Regions from separate parts of the Mus musculus genome. Here all the other regions are linked to region 5. Evidence: chromatin contacts called from public HiCAR-type and promoter capture Hi-C data. All regions are on one chromosome and are shown on one strand. The core of a region is the stretch at or near the end of the contact, and the rest is flanking DNA. Distances in the headings are between cores, read along the strand shown. Region 1 overlaps Tfcp2l1 (transcription factor CP2-like 1). Region 2 holds the start of Steap3 (STEAP family member 3). Region 3 has its middle 150 kb from the start of Tfcp2l1. Region 4 holds the start of 3110009E18Rik (RIKEN cDNA 3110009E18 gene). Region 5 holds the start of Ralb (v-ral simian leukemia viral oncogene B).

Region 1 (3,931 bases), core at 1,197-3,696, 870 kb after region 5:
AATATAAAACACTGGAGTAACAGACTTTATGGTATGGTACTATATGATCCCAATTTTAAAACATGCACATGTAGACAGTCAGTGGCGAGGCTGGCAAGATGACTACTGGTAAAGGCACTTGCTGCCAAGCCTGACAACTCCCACTGCCAGGACCCATGTGATGGAAGGAGAGAACTGAGTTCTGAGAGTTGTCCTCCGACCTTTGCATGTGTGTCACAGCAAGAGTTACCACAACACCAAATGAATGAAATTACACACACACACACACATATGATATTAGAGGGAATTTAAATTTGATTTTTCTTTTAATTTTCTGCCTTTTGCTCTTCTATTTTAAGCTTTCTTTCTTTCTTTCTTTCTTTCTTTCTTTTTTTTTTTTTTTTTTTTTTTTTTGGTTTTTTTTTGAGACAGGGTTTCTCTGTATAACCCTGCTGGCTGTCCTGGAACTCAATTTGTAGACCAGGCTGGCCTCAAACTCAGAAATCCACCTGCCTCTACCTCCCGAGTGCTAGGATTAGAGGTGTACGCTGCCACACCCGGTTTGTTTTAAGCTTTCTTGAGTTTCAATTGGATTTTTAAAAAAAATTTGGCAGAAACATGCAAATTAGCAACAATTAATATATTTAGCATATTGACTGGCTACAGTCACACAGTAGTTACCACAGAGAGGAAAGCATTGAATGTAAGTAGTAACTTTTTTAAAGACAGGGTTTTTATGTAACGATGGCTGTCACAATGTAGAATTCACAGTGTAGACCCAATCTCAAACTCATAGAAATTCCCCTGTCTGTTTCCTGAGTGCTGGGATTAAAGGTGTATGGCTAAATAACTCATAATAATCCTGATAGCTAGCTAGCTAGCTTGCTAGCTTGCTTGCTTGCTTGCTTTCTCTCTCTCTCTCTCTCTCTCTCTCTCTCTCTCTCTCTCTCTCTTTCTTCACAGCCCTTCAGTTTTTTGAGACAGGATTTCTCTGTGTAACCCTGGCTGTCCTGGAACTCACTCTATAGACAAGGTTAGCCTCAAACTCATAGAGATCTGCCTGTGTCTACCTCCCAAGTGCTGGGATTAAAGATGTACACCATCCAGCTTGAAAGACTCTCTTCTTTCTTTCTCTTTTCTCTTTCTTTCTTTCTTTCTTTCTTTCTTTCTTTCTTTCTTTCTTTCTTTCTTTCTTTCTTTCTTTCTTTCCTCCCTCCCTCCCTCCCTCCCTCCTTCCCTCCCTCCCCAAAGACAGGGGTCTCAAGCATCTCAGGCTATCCTCACTCTCTATGTAGGTGAGGATAACCTTGAACTCCTAATCCTCCTGCCTCTCAGAGAGCTGGGATTACAAGTGTGTACCACCACACTTGGTTCATAAGGTACTATCAATCAAATCACCCAGGGCTTCCTTCATGCTACATAAGTACTCTGACAACTGACCTATCTCCAGCCCTTCTAAACAATGTCAAAGCAATCTATATTTTCTGTAATAAGCATCTATCACTTTACTAGTCAGTCAAGCCTAGTCAGCCATTTGTAAAACCTCATAAAAAACAATCTGGGGTGTCCACAAGATCTCTGGAATCAGAGATACTTTGTCTCAAAATATCAAAAAACAAGAATGCATAACCAAAAATATCTAGGGGTGGAGGGAGTGTAGTTCTGTGATAGACCACTATTTTGCAAGGCTTCTCTGAGCAAGGGTTCAACTTCTATTGTAAAATAATAAATCTATAAATATCCAAAGGGAATATACTAAGTTAAGACAAGCAGATGGATGGAACCTCAGAGTGGGCCCTTTTCTCTCTTTTAACATTTATGATGGAGAAGAGGATGTTCTTATGATGGAAAAGAGGATGTTCTTTTAAACGTGTTAGTAAGACCTCATATGCTAGTAAACACCTTCTAACACTGGCTAAATCACAGCGGAGGGGCATGGCAAACACAACCAAAGAAAGCCTTAAGATGGGGAAGGGGACAGACACAGTGTCCCTGTTCAGCAACAACACCTCACAGTGCTCACGTGGAACATGGCCCCAAACAAAACCCACATCAGTTCAGTGGTCTCATTTCTTCCCTCTCAATATTAAGCAAGAATCGGGAAGGGGCTAGGGGAAGAGTGATGGAATGATGAGGGGACCGGCAAGGAGAGAGACTGCTCAGAGCATTTAACCTTCAACAAGTAAGAAAGCACAACGACAGAAGCCACTGTGCAAACACAAGGGACTGCTTCCAGTTGGCTTGTCACCTGCTGCCATCAATGGCCACCAAGCTACTACAGGAGTAGTAAGTGTGCAGCCCACATAGGTGAGCAGTGCCTTCCTCAGGGACAGGATAGCAAGGACGGATTCCACACAGAGGTAGATCAGCCACTTCCATTTTTTATGAGTTCTGGACATGGGCAAGGTCAAATCTAACAGGCAATTCTACAGAAAGGAGGCTGCCCCTCCCAGATTCCAACCCCTAGCAGAGCAACCAGTGGCACTGGCTGGATTATGCGGCAGTCCAGGAGACAGTGCTAAATACAGTCTCATCATCAGAACAGACACCAACAAAGCTCTATCCACCAGGGTACCGCTGGGGTGTCTGACAAATGAAACATTCAAAAAGGGGAACATGGGGTGGTGAGATGGTTGGCTGGGCAGAGACACCTGCTGCCAACCAAGTCGGTGACCTGAATTCTACATAGTGAAAGAAAGAGAACAAGTTCCTCTGACTTCAAGTGCACATTTATACACACACACACACAAACACAAACACACACACACACCATATATAAGTGTAATCACACACACATACAATTATAGGTATACATAATGTAATCACACGTATACAAACATCCACACATACATACATACATAAACATAATAAAAAGACTTTCAAAGAAGTATTAAAAGCTAGACAGAGTACAAGACAGAGTCTCAGCACTTAGGAAGTTGAAGGATCTTGAGTTCCATGCTAACCTGGGCTACATAGCAAGACTCCAACTCAAAACACAACAAAGACTGGAAGGACTGATGGTTGCACAACTGTCATCATGCCATGCAGGTTACTTACCTTCACCTCTTTAAACAACCCCCCAAAATCAGACTTTCTCCTTTTACACAAGAAATCCCTGAGGCACCGAGAATAATGCAGGTCACCGTGCTAGAGCCAGCAAGGGCAGCTGCTCTCCGGCAGGTGGAAGGCTGACTCTGAGCTAGGGAGGATGTGGACCAGCTGTTACTCTATAAAGGACAGCAGACCAGGTCCCAAAGGCACCAAACAGTAATAGCAACCACCTGAGGACCACTGAGTTCTGAAGGCACATGAGGACTGTTCCGAGGTGCCCCTCTCCTGCCTTTTCCTCCCTTCTTCTCTTCCCCCTTCTCGAGTCTTATTCTGTAGTCCAGGCTGCCTTAGTGTATGGAGTAGGAATCCAGGCTCACATCACCACTCCTGGTTCAGTTTTTTTTTTTAAAGATTTTATTTATTATATATAAGTACATTGCAGCTGTCTTTAGACACCAGAAGAGGGTGTCATATCTCACTACGGATGGTTGTGAGCCACCATGTGGTTGCTGGGATTTGAACTCGGGACCTTTGGAAGAGCAGTCAGTGTGCTCTTACCCGCTGAGCCATCTCACCAGCCCCCTGGTTCAGTTTTTAATATTTCCATTTACCCAGTGAAGTCATGTAGGTCCTGGGAAGCCACACAAGCTAAGCCACAGAATCTGACCCTGCGCCCGACTCCTAGTCCCAAGTTACAGGTAAAGAGGCCCAACAGGGTCTTGCACATCATCTGCTAACTATCCCACTTGTCCCCTGCACCCGGGTTACAACTCTATGGAGGCCTCTACCTTGATTGAGGTATGTTAAGGTCTCTTCATGTAGCTTCACCGCTGGAGAGGTGGCGGCACACAACACATACTGTAGGGGCGGCAAGCGGGCCCCATTCTCAGGAGATAGCTGC
Region 2 (3,683 bases), core at 822-3,321, 750 kb before region 5:
AAACCAGTGCCCCCACGAAGACTGAGCCAATGTAAAAGATGACATGAGTCCCTCGGATGGTCCTTAGAGGGATGGCTCCTGACTGGTCAGAGCTAGAAGGGGAGGAAGCAACTGGAGCCCAGACATCAAGAGTTTTGATTGGGCTGGGGGTGGTATTCTGGAAAGCCTTACTCCTAGAGATCCAGGCTCTGTGGCTAGAGATGGACACCTTAATGCACCTCTGTTTTCCCCGAGCAAAGCCCCAATGGGAGCAGGTAGAACCCTAAGGAACTACAGAGAGAGTATGTTAGCTCCTTTCCACTTCACCCAGCAGGTGTCTTTTCCTGGGGAAGTGTCCCTTCCTCTCAGAACTGCTACTCTAAGGGGACCTGGAGATCACCCAGCAACCTTGTCTGGGACACAGTAGGCTAAAGGGCTCCTGTACTGAGTCAGGAATTCTGTCCCAAATCCTGCTGCTCAGAGCTTTGGGTGACTCTGGGGCTCACTGGTGATGGAGAGTCCTCCTTGAACCCCACTGCCTCCGCAGGCATCTTCCAGCATCAAGGGAGCACAGCTCAGAATGAGGGACTAGGGGTGATGCACAGGTTTCTATCCTCAGCTGATACTGTCCAGGGATCACATGGTACCCCAGCAACAGAGAGCAGATTCAGACAACAGGCAAACACTGAGTAACCTGTGTCTTTAAGGGCTTCCATAGTCACTGTTTTACTTAATGGTCAAAATAGGGAACACTGGGGATGTAGGCAAAGTCCAAAGTCTTGCTTATTATGTATGAAGTCCTGGGCTCCAACCAAAGACCCACATAAACTGGACATAGTAGAGTATCCCTGTAATCCCAAGTACTGGGGAGGCAGGGGCTGAAGGATCAAGGGTTCAAGGTCTTTCTTTAAGACCAACCTGGTCTAAGTGAGACCCTCAGAGTAGGAAAGAAGCCTTCCCAAGGTCACACTGTTAGCATGCGGTTAAACTCAAGTTCATATTTAGGGCAACCAACTGCTAACCTAGCCTTACTTGTTGATTCAGAGTGGGTAAATGTTGTCCAGGACTACAGGAGCTGATAGATGCCGACAACAGGGAATTGTATTTCCAAGGAAGTGGGATTTGGGTGGGTCAGGAGTATATTCAAACTCAGATGGAAAGAGCAGGCCAAGAGCAAGAGAGTCACAGGTCAGGGCATGAAGAAAGAGAAAACAAAACCAGTCTCTGTATTGGCCTGCACTGGACTCCATGTGATTCCAGAATCTAGCCCTACCCCCAAGAGGCTTTACTGTTAGGGACAGACATAAGAGGACTGCCAGTCAGAGCAATATGGACCTGCTCTAGTTGCTGGTCCTTATAAAGCCACAGACTGGGACGTGTGTGCTTAGCAACAGACTTCACTGGGCTGCAAGTTTGCTAGTTCTGACACGCTGAAGACAGTCAGATATGCCCATACACAAGCCCAGACAGCACCGTTCCTGAACTCTGGGCTGCCCTCAAAGCCTTGGAACCCAGCAGTCAGCAGCCAGCAGCGAGTGGGCGTGTGCCCTTATCTACCATTTCCAGTGAAATGATAATAGAGCGGTCTGTCCATCATCTTCTGCTATAGGCACTGTCTGGCATGTGGTGACAAAGAAGATCCCCCTATCAGCACAAACTGCTGAGAGAATTCTCGAGAAGCCTGTAACAGCCATGGTGATTGCAATGAATTACCCTCCTAGAAATTGATCATTCGCTACTTTCTGTTACCATAATGCTGGCTTTGTACCTCCAAGGGTCTCAGTGTCTCTGCCCAACCTCTCCATGACATTTATTCATTTTATGCATCCTGGCTTCAGCTTGCCATCCTGCCTCAATTCCTGTACCAAAGACTCTGCAGTCTGAGCCACTAATTACTTCAGTGAGGTTTCCTCCCCAAACAGGAAGTCTCCCGCAGAATTGCTCTCTCAGGGCACTCTCTAACCGAACATCAGCCACCTCTCCAGGGGCCAGTCCCTGTGGCCAGCTGTAGGTGGGCAAACTGAGAGGGGAGGTGTCCCAGTTACCCACGCCCTAGAAGGGCCCGTGGCCGTCCCAATTCTGAAAAACCCCAGTCAGACTGCCGAAGGTGGAGACTTTAGTCAGAAGAGGCGACTTGCAGCGGGGTTGTCTGGGCATTCTAAAACTTCAGACCTCCCCTGAGGCCAGATGGCGCAGTCACCTGTTGCTGGTAAGTCTGTTGGGGCTCCAGGGCAGCTACCAGATTCACTTACTAGTACGCCATCCTCTGGTCCACTTGAGAGTGCTGTTCTTTGAAGGTCTGCAGATTTTACCAGAGCCCAGAGAGAGCAGTGTTTCCCTGAGAGTTGCACAGCCTCAGCCTGGCAGCAAGGAGCACAGTAGAATAAGATCTTGTCAAAATAAAGCAGGAGATTGATTGTCTGCTGTGTGTATTTCAGGGCCACCTTCTCAGGGAGGGCGTTCAGGCAGTAAACACAAGAGCCTCTTCAGAGTGCAGGGCTCTGGTTTGCACACACAGAGAAAGCAGCGGCTTCGTGGGTTTTAGTGTGTGTTGCTTTAAAAAAAAATTAATGTTCATGATGTATTTCTGAGGAATGTGGGCCCGTCGGGAATTATAAATTTTACACAGAACTGCCGGCTGCGAGTAATCGAACTGGATTTTTCTAGAAGGATTTGAAAAGCTAGATGTTTGTAAAAGCTCTATCAATTATTCATTTGCTTTTATTCTGCAAAGTGATGTGGAGAGAAAATGCTGTTTTCTAACAGATCAAACTTGTGTGCATGAGTGTGTGTGTCTGTGTGTGTGTATGTGTGAGTGTGTCTGTGTGTGTGTGTGTCTGTGTGTGTGAGAGTGTGTGTGTGTGAGTGTGTGTGTGTGTGTCTGTGAGTGTGTGTGTGTCTCTGTGTGTGTGTGTGAGTGTGTGTGTGAGTGTGTGTGTGTGTGAGTGTGTCTGTGGGTGTGTGTGTGAGAGAGAGTGAGTGTGTGTGTGTGTGTGTGTGTGTGTGTGTGTGTGTGTGTGAGTGAGTGTGTGTGGGGGGAGGCCTGGCTTATGTGCATGGACTTTGTTTCCTCTTCGGCAGGCACAAAACTGCCATCCTTTTAAAAAAAAATAATGATTTTTATGATGTCTAAATAACAATCCCAGGTAGTATTGCAAGAAACGTAACAGCAAAATGTTTGTAAGAGTCCATCTGATAGGGGAGATGCCCACAGAGAAAACAGAAGTGTGCCACTTAGGACATGTTTGATGTCATTAGCTTTTATTTTGTTTGGGGCAGAGCCTGCTGTAGCCCAAGCTGGTCTCAACCTCATCATGTAACTAAGGACAATTTGGAACTTCTCATTCTCCTGCCTCTACCGCCCAAATATGGAAATGACAAATACACACTACCACGATGTTTGTATGGTTCTAGGGATATAACTCAGGGCTTCCTGTATACTCCATAAGCTCTCTACCAATCAGCCTCCATCTCCAGATCTGCCACTACATTTTACATGCTAATTTCAGACTGGTAGCCTCTTTTCTCTCACCTCACCTTGGGAGGTAGACACGGGTTGGGCAAGGAAAGAGACTGTGGTCTCTGAGCCTAGGAAGGAACAAAGGCCTGGGTCTAAGTGAACGCCTACTTAAGACCCAGGATGGAGGACAGCCACACTCTAAAGGAACAGCAAGAAGAGGGACTGGGAAATTGTTCCCAACAGC
Region 3 (3,592 bases), core at 621-3,120, 730 kb after region 5:
CAGGGGATAGCTGTGTGAGGACTTTGAACCTTCTTATACTTTCGTGTGTGTGTGTGTGTGTGTGTGTGTGTGTGTGTGTGTGTGTGTGGTATGCATGTGTGCATGTGAAGGGGGTATGTGCATGTGTGCACATGTGTGTGCCTGTCTGTCTGTGTGTGTCTGTGTGTCTGTGTATACACACACACATAAACCTACCATGGTACATGTCAGAGGACAGCTTTGGGTGTGAGTTCTTGCCTATCATCTTGTTTGAGACAGGGTCTCTCTTTTGTTTACTGCTGTGTAGGCCAGGCTAGGAGGCTTTCAAGCATCTAAGGATTCTCCTGGCTCCACCTCCCATCTTGCCCTAGGAACAGACACTGTGTACTATTCTAAAGATCCAAGCTCAGGTCCCCACACAGCACGTGCCTTCCCCACTGAGCCATCTCCCCAGCTCTGGGACCTCCATTTCTGAGCCTTTGTGGAATGGGACTCCCCTTGAGAGGTCAGGCAAAGAGCAGGCTTTGGGTGGGACTGCCCTTAGGGACATGTCTACCCTCTGCCTGCACCTACCCTGCCAAGCTTCATACTCCCACCTGGGAAAAGAGAAGGGGGGGGGGCGCAGGGATTCAATACAAAATTCATACAAAAATCTATGCAAATCTCGCAGTGTGCCAGACGCCGCACCCTGAAGTTGGCAGTTTCTAAAATTGATCTTGTTATTGAGTTCTGATAATTCCCAGAGAAAGAAGGGATCTCTCAGTGTGTGCAACTGTTTGACATTATGACAGATGTCATCATCCACAAAGTTCTCAAGAACTGTGTCATTGAGTTTAAACGGGGAGGGGCTGGAGAGTTGGCTCAGCAGATTAGAGCATGCAGGGCTCTTCCAGAGGACGCATGGGCTGGGACCCACAGACCTCTGCAAATCATCCCCTGGCCTGTGCACACAACCCATAAGCATGCCACTTAAAACTCCTCTTAAACATCTCTTTGTTTGGCTGACATGGGGACCTGAGTTCGAGTCCCCAGAACCCATGTTTGAACAAACAGACAATAAATAACACTCTCACGCATCTACACCCCAGTACTCCAATACTCAGACTGTTGGTGGAAACAGGAGGAGCCCCAGAAGCTTGCAGGGTGGGAACTAGAAGAATGACCCAACCTCAAACCAGGGGGAGGACAAGGTGGTGCACCAGAGCACAGACACCCACGATCACACACATGAATACACACTCACTCACCCACATATACACACTCATGCACATGCTCACACACACACACACTCACACATATACACAGTCACACACTCATACACAATCACACACAGTCCTGCACACTCACACACACACACACGTTCACACATGTTCACACACACTCACATCTAACACAACAAAGTTTAAGTAACTACCATTCTGTGGTGGGCTTCATCCGCAGCTATCCAGGGAGCTCATGGAGTGTGATGGGACATTCCTCTGTCTTCCCAATTGCCCTTTTCTCTTGAACTTGGGGACTTTGAGGACAGAGTGGGAGGGACCCAAGGCCCGTGGCACTGAGGAAGGCCAGAGAACATCACCCAGGTGTTCAGATCTCCCCCGACCCTGCTCCAGCCCCAGCCAGCCAGCAGCCCCTCAGGGCGGGCAGCCAGCTCCTGCCATCTGCCGTGATTTATTGGAGGGAGTCAGTGATTAATCAGCCAGTCAGCCTGAGAGCAGCCATTTTCCCTTCTTTTCCTGCCCCCTGACCCTCAGCACAGTGCAGGCAGTGCCTGGGCAAGTGTATTAATCACACACTTTAAAAATATTTAAAGGAGGAGCCCAGGCCTGGAGCAGAGTTCCCTCTAATGGACTCTCTGCAGCTGAGGGTGAGTATGCTAATTAGGAGATAAAACAAACGGGGCTGTTTGAAATGCAAATGAGCTGATGGAAGCGCTTCTGGTGCCTTCCTTCCCTGCTGCCTAGGCGGAGGCTAAATCTTCCCTCTTCACACTAACAGGAAAAGATAGTGGCTGATTGTGAAGCTGAGAGGTGCTAGCTCTTGCTTTCCCTACTTTCCTTTAAAAATTACTTTTAATTGTGTGTGTGTGTGTGTGTGTGTGTGTGTGTGTGTGTGTGTGATGCCCAAGGGCATGTGGAAGCCAGAGGTCAACCTCTGAAGTTGTTCCTCATCCACAGGCACCTTGGATTTTTGATACTCTGTGTGTGTGTGATGAGTGCATGTGTGTATTTGGTATGTGCACATATGTATGTGTTATGAGTGCATGTGTGTATTTGGTATGAGCATGTGTGTATGTGTTATAAGTACATGTGTGTATTTGGTATGTGCACGTGTGTATGTGCTATGTGCACATGTATATTTGGTATGTGAATGTGTGTATTTGGTATGAGCACGTGTGTATGTGGTATGTGAATGTGTATATGTGAATCACAGTAGAATGTCAGGTGTTCTTGTCTGTTATTCTCCACTTCATCCACTTGCAACAAGGTCTCTCACTAACTCTGGAGCTCAGGATGCAGCCAGCAAGTGCCATAGATCCTCCTGTGTCCACCTTCTTGTAATGCTAGGCTTACAGGCAGGCACATGTACGAACATGGGCAGCTTTTACACGGGTGCTGGAGATTTGAACTCTGGTCCTCGTGTGTAGAAGTACTCTTAACCACTGAGCAATCTCCTCAGCCTTTTGCAACCCTTTTAATAAAAATCCTTTTTAAATGTTTTCAAGATTGTAATTCCACTATTTCTCTGCCTCCCTTTTCTCTCTTCAGCCCCTCCCATGTACCACGTTCCTATTCTCTCTCATAAAGGTTCTTTTTCTTTTAACAGATGGGATCTTTCACTGATAGAGATTCTCTGGTCATGCTAGACTAGCTGGCTTGTAAGGCCCAGGGTCTGCCTTTCTCTGCCTGTCCTTCTCTCTCCAGCACTGGGATTCAAGTGTGTACCACCACACTCAGCTATCTTACGTGGGTTCTGAGGACCAAATTCTCTTTCTCCTGCTTGCATGGCAAGCACTTTATCAATGGAGCTGCCTCTGAACCATCCCTCTTTTTTTTTTCTTTTCTTTTTTTTTTTTTTTTTTTAAATAAGGATCAAGGAGCCAAGAGAACGTCTCCCAATTGCTGGCATTCGGGGCTGCTTTTCCATCCTGCCCAGGTCCCTCTCGCCCTCTCTAGCCAAGCCTCTCTGCCCACTCCATTAGCTCCTGCCCTTTGCTTCTACCAATGTCCAGCACTGGGCTTCGGGGTGGCCTCCCTGCCTGCCTCCTATCTATTCAACCCCTGTTCCCTTAGCTGCTGCTGACGGAGCCTCTCAGACACTTCTAAACCTTTCTCAGTTCCAACCTCCCTCCCCTAACCCCACATGGTCTCTTTGAGCCCCTACTGTTGTTGCACAGGACACTGGTGACACTCAGGTCTCCATCGCTCCCTCAGGGAAATCTTCAGGCTCCTCCTTAGCACTCTTGTGGATCCTGGACCTGTCACCCACTTTGGGTGTAACAATGAGGCTGTGTCTGCAGCCTGCCATCCCTGTAGGTGCCTCCTCTGCCTGCCATGGCCCAAGGCTGCACCAGCATTTGCTAAATGTACATGGAGGATTACATTGACCACAA
Region 4 (3,664 bases), core at 185-2,684, 620 kb before region 5:
TCTAAATCCTCCCGCCCACTTGTGCTGTCGCCCTTCCTCCTTCTCCCATGGAGCCAAGGCCCCTATAGCACCATCACCTCTGTTGAAAAGTCCCCTCCCCACCCCATGACTCCATCAGAATGACTGCCTGCATGCCCAAAATGAACAACCTCTGCCATCACCTATTCAGCTTACTTCGTTCTTACTTCTGCAGCTCTGTCGTGTTTTACTTAGTTGTACTTCCTCATTGCCCCGCTGTAGTCTTTTGTCCCGGGACACATATTCTTGGATTTGAATGCCGTCTAAACTCAACCCTCTGAACCTGCTGTGCACTCCTAAGCATGTTCTCCCTAACACTCTGGGTTTTCTCAATTTCTCTGACCTCCGTGTCTAGCTTAAAAGGCATAACTTAGGCAGAGGCAGGCGGATTTCTGAGTTCGAGACCAGCCAGAGCTATACAGAGAACCCCTGTCTTGAAAAACCAAAAAAAAAAAAAAAAAAAAAAAAGGCAAAACTTTTCCCCAGTCTCCTCTCCCCAGTGGATGTCAACATTTTCAGCTTGTCTGTCCTGTGGGTTTTTTACCTCAAACTTTTAATATAATTGTCCTCAAGCTTCCTTCCGAATCAGTTTTAAATTATTTCACTAATGAGACTAAGAATTCAAAGACCTCAGTGTCCACAGTAACTCCTGCTTACTCCTGCTTCTGCTAGAATGCTCCTTCCGACTTGCAGGACTCGCTCAAACAGCATCTTCTCCCCAACCCCTCTCCACACACATCAGTTATAACTTCCAACTCTTTACTTTTTAAACTAAATCAACTATGAACCCACTATAAGACGCTGCAAAGTAGCAAAGATTCGTCTGTTTGTCCTCTGCTGCGTGTCCAAGGTCTAGGAGTCGGCAAGCATCAGGTCACGTGTTTAAAAACCATTTGAAAAGTTATTCACTTAACCAAGGCTCGATGGGCACCTCTTCTTGTGCAAGTTTGTTATATCACATTGTCTCCGCCTTTATAAAGCACTGATGGAACACAAGACTGCGTTAGGGGTGCAGGACCGACAAGTATGGGCAATGTCAAAGAATATGCCAGAAGTTCAGAAGAAAAGGCCTAGATATGGACTTGGTCCAGCGGGCCACCATTGCGCTGTGCACCGGGGATTCTTCCCTGGATTTTCCGAAAGGGGTCGGGGCATCCCATTTTCTAGTCGGATAATTTACTCAACCAGCGATGCAACTTCCGGCCTCTTTCCAATCCGCATGAGAGTTAAAGGGAAAGAATCATACTGATTTCTGCTCTCCTCCCGCAGCACCCCATTTCACGCGTTCTCAGTGCCTGCTAGCTCCTGCCCAACTGCCCTGACGGAGAATGTCCCGTCCGTCCCTTCCCCCACGGAAAAAAAAAAAAAAACGAAACGCGTCCCACCTGCTCCCAACGTGCCCCGCGGCTCCTCCCCGCGCGTGCGCAATAAACTCCCTCTTGGGTCCGGGAAGGGTTGGAGCGCTCCGCTAGGATGGACACGCCCCCGAAAGCAGATCCGACTTCTGATTGGCTGCTGCCGCTCGCCCGAGCTCAGTTGGAACGCCGGGGTTGTGCTTTTAAAGGCGCTAGCTGGTGCGCTCTGTGACTTGATTGCTGCTGCTTCTGAGCTTGCTCCCGCGCTTTCGGCATCCGTATCACCTCACCAGTATGTCTCAGGTACTGCGTGTGCCCCGCCGGGCTGCGAAGATGCTGTGGGTTTGGGGACAGCCGGGTCTATTTCCTCAGATATCCCGCAGCTCTTCTGGGATCCGAGCCCAGCTCATAGCCTGGGGAGCGGAACTTTTTCCCTTGCAGATATGTAAAACTGCCACCCACGCCGGAACTGCCAGAGAGTTGCCGGTGGGCTGAACTCCTGGGTGAAGCAGGAACAGGGTCCTCGAAAGAAAGATGGGGCGTAAGAGGGAAGGAAGGACAGGGAAGATTGAATCCCACACTGGGAAGAACCGAATGGAATAGAGGGGCACTCATACAGGCCCTGGCTGAAGAGCCTGGAGGTCGGGGAAGGTATTTAGTCTTGTGCCTGGCCTGCCCCTGTACAGAAGAGATGTGAGTAGGTGAGGTGGTCCAGAAGCCTTTTCCTTCCCTCCAGTGGAGACCACTACCGAGGACTGAGCCCTGTAGGGCGATCTCTGACTCCTCCCACTTGCCTCTCCCTAATCTGGGCACTGGGACAGAGGTCAACGCTGAACTCCAGGCCCCTGTAGGAAGGGACCAGCTGGCTCCAGACACTGGATTCCACCGCATTCCTCTCCTGAACTCTGATCGACTGTTTTGATCACACCACGTTTCCCCTTACTGCCCAGTCAATCTCCGCTGATCATAGGTCGGGCTTTACTGGAACCCCAGCAATTGTTGGATCTGGGCCAGTGGTGGCCCAGGCAGTTAGTTGGGCAAGAAAATTTTCAAGGGCGTGCACTTCCACTGTGAGCCAAAACTATTCCCAGCACTTGACACAGTGCTGTAACTGCTTGAGTGGACAGGTGGGCCTTAGGGAATCCTGGCAAGAAGAGGGAATATGGGAGGCATCCCTGGGCCTCTCCCACTCAGGCAACCTACATCTCGTTCCTCTCCCTCTCCCTCACTCTTAGGCTGAATTTGACAAAGCCGCTGAGGAGGTGAAGCGCCTCAAGACTCAGCCAACTGATGAAGAGATGCTGTTCATCTACAGTCACTTCAAACAAGCTACTGTGGGCGATGTAAATACAGGTATGCCCAGCTTCTCATCAGAGCGGGCCAAGTTGGCTCGGCAGCCCGGGAGTCTGAGAACTTCGCCTTCCGACTGCCAGAGGCAGGCTGTGATGACAGAACATTGGTATGGAGACCTTAAGCTGAGAGATTGTCACCTGCAAAGACCATCTCCCTAAACTCTTAGTGACTCTGGGAGCAGAGTCAGTGTGGGTTTACAAGGACTTTACTGATTATCTCAGCATCTACTCTGAAGGCAGCAAAGGCTCCAGCCTTGTTGCTCAGCAGTCGCTTTCTCGAGCCTCCCGTTTCCATCAGATGAACAGGGTCATGGAGTGCTTGGCCTCTTTCCCAAGCCGAATAGATGAGCAGATACATCATATCTGGTACCCTGGGGCAAGGCAGAAGTGCTGCTGGCCCAAGTCTGCCCTATCCAGGTGACTTTTCTCCCTATCCAAAAATCTTGGGCAGATTTTTCTTTTTTGCCAAGTATTGTAGGTTGATGGGCCAGCCTGTCTCTGCCTCTCCAGCACTGTTATAAGCACAGGCTGCTGCGTGGCCTTATATTTGTTTCCCTCCCACATGGGTTCCGGGAGTCAAACTCACACCCTCGTACTTTACTGGCTGGCCTGTCTCTCCAGCCCCTTGGTATAGCTTTTGAAACTATGCTGTGGGTTACCTTAGTCTATGATACTGTCTTTTCTGTGCCTTGAGCAGTGGCTATAGCCTGAGATAGCAACACAGTGTGTTCCAGCAAGGACTCATGACAGCATAGAAGAAAATGTATGCCTCAGTCACCCACCAAGCATGGCCTCCAATTCCACTGGAGCTGGAGTGGCTAGCCAAGCAGGTCAGAGATTTGAGGGCTTATAAACATCCAGGAAGGAGAAGCCAGTGGGAAGGGAACAGAGAGCTGTGGATGCTTTCTGCTAGATAGTATTTTCCCAGAGCCTGGCCTC
Region 5 (3,832 bases), core at 734-3,233:
AGGGAAATTCTGGCCTGTCTGGTAAACCAATTCTTGACTCTGTCTCCTGAAGCGTCATTTCACGCGTGGACAGATTATTGTCTAAGCTTGCATCTGATCATCGAGGCTTGCCTGAGGAGGAAGTCGGGACATGCTGCAGCCTTCACGATGGCATCTGCTGCCCCTCACCGTGGTAGTCTGCATTTGTGCTTTTCTCATTAACTCTGTGTGTAACCTCATTTAGCCCTGTGTACCTACAGCTAGAGGTATTGCTCCTACTGGCTAGCTGGGATCAGAGGTGCATGGAGGCTGAGTGCTCTCTAATTACATGACTGCTGGTTACGTGGAGGAATTCTCCTTCAGCCCATACTTCCTGACTCTGTCAGACTTCAGTGTGATTCTCCCAGGTTATGAACTCTGCAGAGAGCTGTTTGAAAGTGCCTCCTGTACAGTCTGGAGAGATGACTCAGCAGCTAAGAGCACTTGTTGCTTCTGTAGAGGACCCAAGTTCAGTTCCCAACACCCATACGATGGTTCAGAACCCGTAATGCCAGTTCCAGGGGATCCGTACCCTCTCTTGCAGGCACTCAGCACCCATGTGGTGTACATAGATTCAGTGCAGGTAAAACACCATGCACATAGCCAGGCATGGTGTTGCATGCCTTCAATGCCAGTACTAGGAGGCAGAGACAGGCAGATCTTTATGAGTCTGAGGCCAGCCTGGTCTACAAAGTGAATTCCAGGACAGCCAGGGCAGTCACACAGAGAAACCCTGTCTCACACAAAAAACAAAAAACAATAAAATAAGACCACCCCTCCCCTCCCACCACCACCCCCCAAAAAGAGAAAGAAACCCCCATGCACATAAAATAAATCTTTTTTTTTAAGAGCCCTGGCAGTTTTTCTTTCTTTTAAATTTGCGTGTGCAGAGGGAGGAAGGTTGAGAGAGAGAGAGAGAGAGAGAGAGAGAAGAGGGAGTGCACATCAGAGGACAACTTGAGGGAGCCAGTTTTCTCTTCCCATTATGTGGTTCCCAGGGGTCTACAGGGGTCCAAGTCTGTTGAGGCTGTGGGGCTTGTCTCTGCGGGTGTCTTTACCCCTCCAGCCACCTGCTAGCCCAGGGAGACTTGGCTTCTCCTTATGCTGTCAGTGGGAGGACTAGGTCTGTTAGTTGCTGGTATGGAACCATTTAAACAAAGCACAAAAGCCTCTGATATAATATACAAGTATCCTAGTTTAGAATTATCAGCAAGAATAATTACACAGTGCGGGCTACGGTTATCACTGTTTCCCTCCTTAAAGATCAGAAACAAACGTTGAATTATTAATTACCATACAGTGAAAAGCACCAGTTCGTACGGGTGGGTGGGGTATCACACAACTGTGGCAGTGAGAAGTGGCTAATGTTCAGCTGGGAAAATCAACCCTAGTCGAAAACGCGTAAGAAAATAAGCTCCTGAGCGTAGGAGGGTGATGAAGGGCAGCCTGCAGCTTGTAGTTCTTGCCGCTGGCTATAGCTAGGGTTAGGGTTCCTGACCTGGCCTGTGACCTAGGTCAAATTAATAGCTGTAATTCCTTTACTAGTAGGGTGTCATGGGCGAAGCTAGAGGCGATGCCACCTGGAGTTTCCAGTCCCTGACCAAGGGTCTTCAAAGCTGCTTATCACCTTCCACACTAGGGCGCAGGCCACACTTGGCCACACAGTCCTCCTCATTGGCTTCTATCAGCTCAGTCTTTCTTGGCTTTTTCACAACTCTGGCCTGGCTCCGGCTTCCCCAGGAGTGCACCCGCCCACGCCCCGGCGTCCCCAGACCAGTTCCCAAGCTCTGCCACTGCAGCAGCGGTCACGTGCGCGAGTCCGGCTGGGGAGCCGAAAGGAAGGGGGAATGGGTGGGGCCGTTCCGTGGGTGCCACGCCCACACACTCAATGTGTTTTCTCATTGGTGAAGGTTTGGAAGTACCTCTTCGGATTGGTCAATAGGCGTGGCCTCGGAGAACGGAAGGGAGGGCTGCCTCTGGAGAGGACAGGGTTGCCGGGCGGACAGCGGGAACGCGCTCCGGGGGGTGGGGACGCGCGAGCTCACCACTCCTCAATGACAAATCGACTGGGGACAGCTGGGGTCCGGCCCCAGGACGGGGCGGGGCGCTCGTGAGAGCGGCGATTCTGGTTGTGCGCATAGCCAGAGCGGCGGTGGGACGGCTCCCCCAGGTAAGGATGCTGTGCCCCGCAGGGGACCGCAGACGAGGGGTGCGCCCTAGGATAGGGAAGTGAGTACGCTCTCCGCGCGATTGCAGGCCTCCTAGTTCCACGTTGGGAGGGAGGGACACGTCTCATGAAGGACAACGCCCCGGACTGCGCCCCGCTTGGCTTGAAAGGTGTCTTTTGGGAAAGCCGGAGAGACTCCCAGCCGGATCTGGGGGTGCTGAGGACATGGGGGAGGCGCCCCAGTTTCTCTTCCCTTGCTGCCTGTCCTTCCCTTTTTCCACAAATGGCCACTTCCTGCCTTTTCGGGCCTCCCTCCTGAGTTGGTCCACTTCCTCCGTCCCTTTCAGATCCATAAAATGTTGCCCAAACTTCTTTCTTAAAGGTAGGAACTTGTACTTTGGGTGACCTGGGAGCTGGGTTCAAGAAGTTTGTAGGGATTTGTTGGTTGTGAATTACTTTTTGATTCTGTCTTCCAGTTGCCTTTCAGAGTGTGACTAGCATCAAAGGTGGTTTTTAGAAGCACCGTGGCTTGAAGGGTTTTCCTGACCCGGTTCTCTGAGCCAAGTCAGCTCGTGGCTCAGACTTGCTTGTGGCCCAGACTTGAGTGTCCCCAGAGGGCGCGGCACCCACAGCAGGGTCCTTTTTCCTAGAGTTCATTTCCAAGTGAATCCTGGAATCTAGGGATTGGTGTTACCAGGGTGTTCTGGAAGAGGGTCTGGAATGGACTGATAGTTCTTACCCTCACTTGCCTTCAATCCCTGAAGAACAGAGATCCTCTCGCTCTGGCTCTGCTTTCATTTCCTAACCACCTTTCTTAAGTTTGGGTTTATTGAATGATCAAGGCTTATCCTCAGAGGGGCAGGGAGTGTGCTTTGGATGTGCCAAGTGAAGATAGTTTTAATCAGAGCAAGAATCTTACATGTTAAGTCTCAGAACATGTCAAAGTGGCGCCGCTTAAGCCTGGATTGAGGTGGTGAAATTGTGAGAGCCATAAAGGGAGGTGCTGAATATTGAGAAGGAGGTGTGAGCCAAGGTTGATCCTGGTTTTGGAACTTTGTGTGTATGAGACATGATCTTTTGTAGCGCAGGCTGGCCTGGAACTTGATAGATAGCTAGAGTGACCTTGAACATGTGACGTTCCTGCCTCTACCCCTTGAGTGTTGTGATAACTGTATTCTACCATGCCTGGTCCATGCAGTGGTGGGGCTGGAACTCTGGGCTTCCTATATGCCCAAGAACTCTACCAGCAGAGCCAAATCCCCAGCCTGGTTCTGGAATTTTCTTAGTGCCGTGGTCTAGAGGAGGCCCTTTGTCTTCTCTGAGCTCTGAAAGAGTTGGCTGCCCACCCCCACTGTCAGCTTCCAATCCAGTAGGCAGTGTTTAAGGTGTGGGAGTGGGCATGGTTCTAGGATTCCATGAAATGCCCCCCTGCTGAAGCTGTGATGTGTGTGTGTGTGTGCATGAGTGTATGAGTATATATGTGTATGTGTATGCATTCTTGTAATTTTATTTACATGTGACTATGCAAATATCTGTATATATGTTTGTATTTTTTAGATTTATTTTTATGTGTGCATATGTGTGGGACAGGAACCCTTGGAAGCCAGAAGAGGGCGTGGCTGGGATTCCCTGGAGCTGGAGTTACAA

What was found. Promoter capture Hi-C pulls out the DNA fragments that hold promoters and counts their contacts. HiCAR-type assays count read pairs that join an accessible place to other places. Capture Hi-C pulls out chosen DNA fragments and counts their contacts.
Region 1: a promoter capture Hi-C map of embryonic stem cells shows a contact between it and region 5, with 3 times the contacts expected there. The contact joins the enhancer-like site here to the promoter of Ralb in region 5. A contact is called at or near these places in 3 of 39 promoter capture datasets (embryonic stem cells, hippocampal neurons and liver) and 4 of 115 datasets of contacts at active chromatin or transcription factors (astrocytes, embryonic stem cells and extraembryonic endoderm stem cells).
Region 2: a promoter capture Hi-C map of liver shows a contact between it and region 5. The contact joins the promoter of Steap3 here to the promoter of Ralb in region 5. A contact is called at or near these places in 1 of 39 promoter capture datasets (pre-B cells), 2 of 484 Hi-C or Micro-C datasets (both in the G1E-ER4 cell line) and 1 of 9 other capture datasets (liver).
Region 3: a HiCAR-type map of astrocytes shows a contact between it and region 5, with 3 times the contacts expected there. The contact joins the enhancer-like site here to the promoter of Ralb in region 5. A contact is called at or near these places in 2 of 39 promoter capture datasets (embryonic stem cells and hippocampal neurons) and 8 of 115 datasets of contacts at active chromatin or transcription factors (astrocytes, differentiating embryonic stem cells, embryonic forebrain and 3 more).
Region 4: a promoter capture Hi-C map of adipose tissue shows a contact between it and region 5. The contact joins the promoter of 3110009E18Rik here to the promoter of Ralb in region 5. A contact is called at or near these places in 3 of 484 Hi-C or Micro-C datasets (CD4 T cells, the G1E-ER4 cell line and regulatory T cells), 3 of 115 datasets of contacts at active chromatin or transcription factors (astrocytes, large pre-B cells and memory CD8 T cells) and 2 of 9 other capture datasets (adipose tissue and liver).

What each region holds. Positions count from the first base shown.
Region 1 is chr1:118,632,281-118,636,211 of GRCm38.p6, reverse strand. It overlaps Tfcp2l1 (transcription factor CP2-like 1), which reads right to left. Exons shown (of 15, transcript NM_023755.2): 2 at 3,819-3,931. Among named protein-coding and RNA genes, the nearest start is that of Tfcp2l1, 6.3 kb to the right of the region's middle. Within about 2 kb of position 2,446, at least 7 of the 459 cell types and tissues checked have an H3K27ac peak or open chromatin away from gene starts, as enhancers often do. A contact at or near this core is called in embryonic stem cells, where this site is marked.
Region 2 is chr1:120,257,266-120,260,948 of GRCm38.p6, reverse strand. Steap3 (STEAP family member 3) reads left to right here and starts at 2,071. Exons shown (of 5, transcript NM_001379355.1): 1 at 2,071-2,188. The coding sequence starts at 2,167.
Region 3 is chr1:118,774,974-118,778,565 of GRCm38.p6, reverse strand. No RefSeq gene overlaps it. Among named protein-coding and RNA genes, the nearest start is that of Tfcp2l1, 150 kb to the right of the region's middle. Within about 2 kb of position 1,870, at least 50 of the 459 cell types and tissues checked have an H3K27ac peak or open chromatin away from gene starts, as enhancers often do. A contact at or near this core is called in differentiating embryonic stem cells and embryonic forebrain, where this site is marked.
Region 4 is chr1:120,118,957-120,122,620 of GRCm38.p6, reverse strand. It overlaps 3110009E18Rik (RIKEN cDNA 3110009E18 gene), which reads right to left and starts at 1,434. Exons shown (of 6, transcript NM_028439.2): 1 at 1,404-1,434. It overlaps Dbi (diazepam binding inhibitor), which reads left to right and starts at 1,525. Exons shown (of 4, transcript NM_007830.4): 1 at 1,525-1,676; 2 at 2,609-2,726. The coding sequence starts at 1,668.
Region 5 is chr1:119,502,933-119,506,764 of GRCm38.p6, reverse strand. It overlaps Ralb (v-ral simian leukemia viral oncogene B), which reads left to right and starts at 1,983. Exons shown (of 5, transcript NM_022327.5): 1 at 1,983-2,188.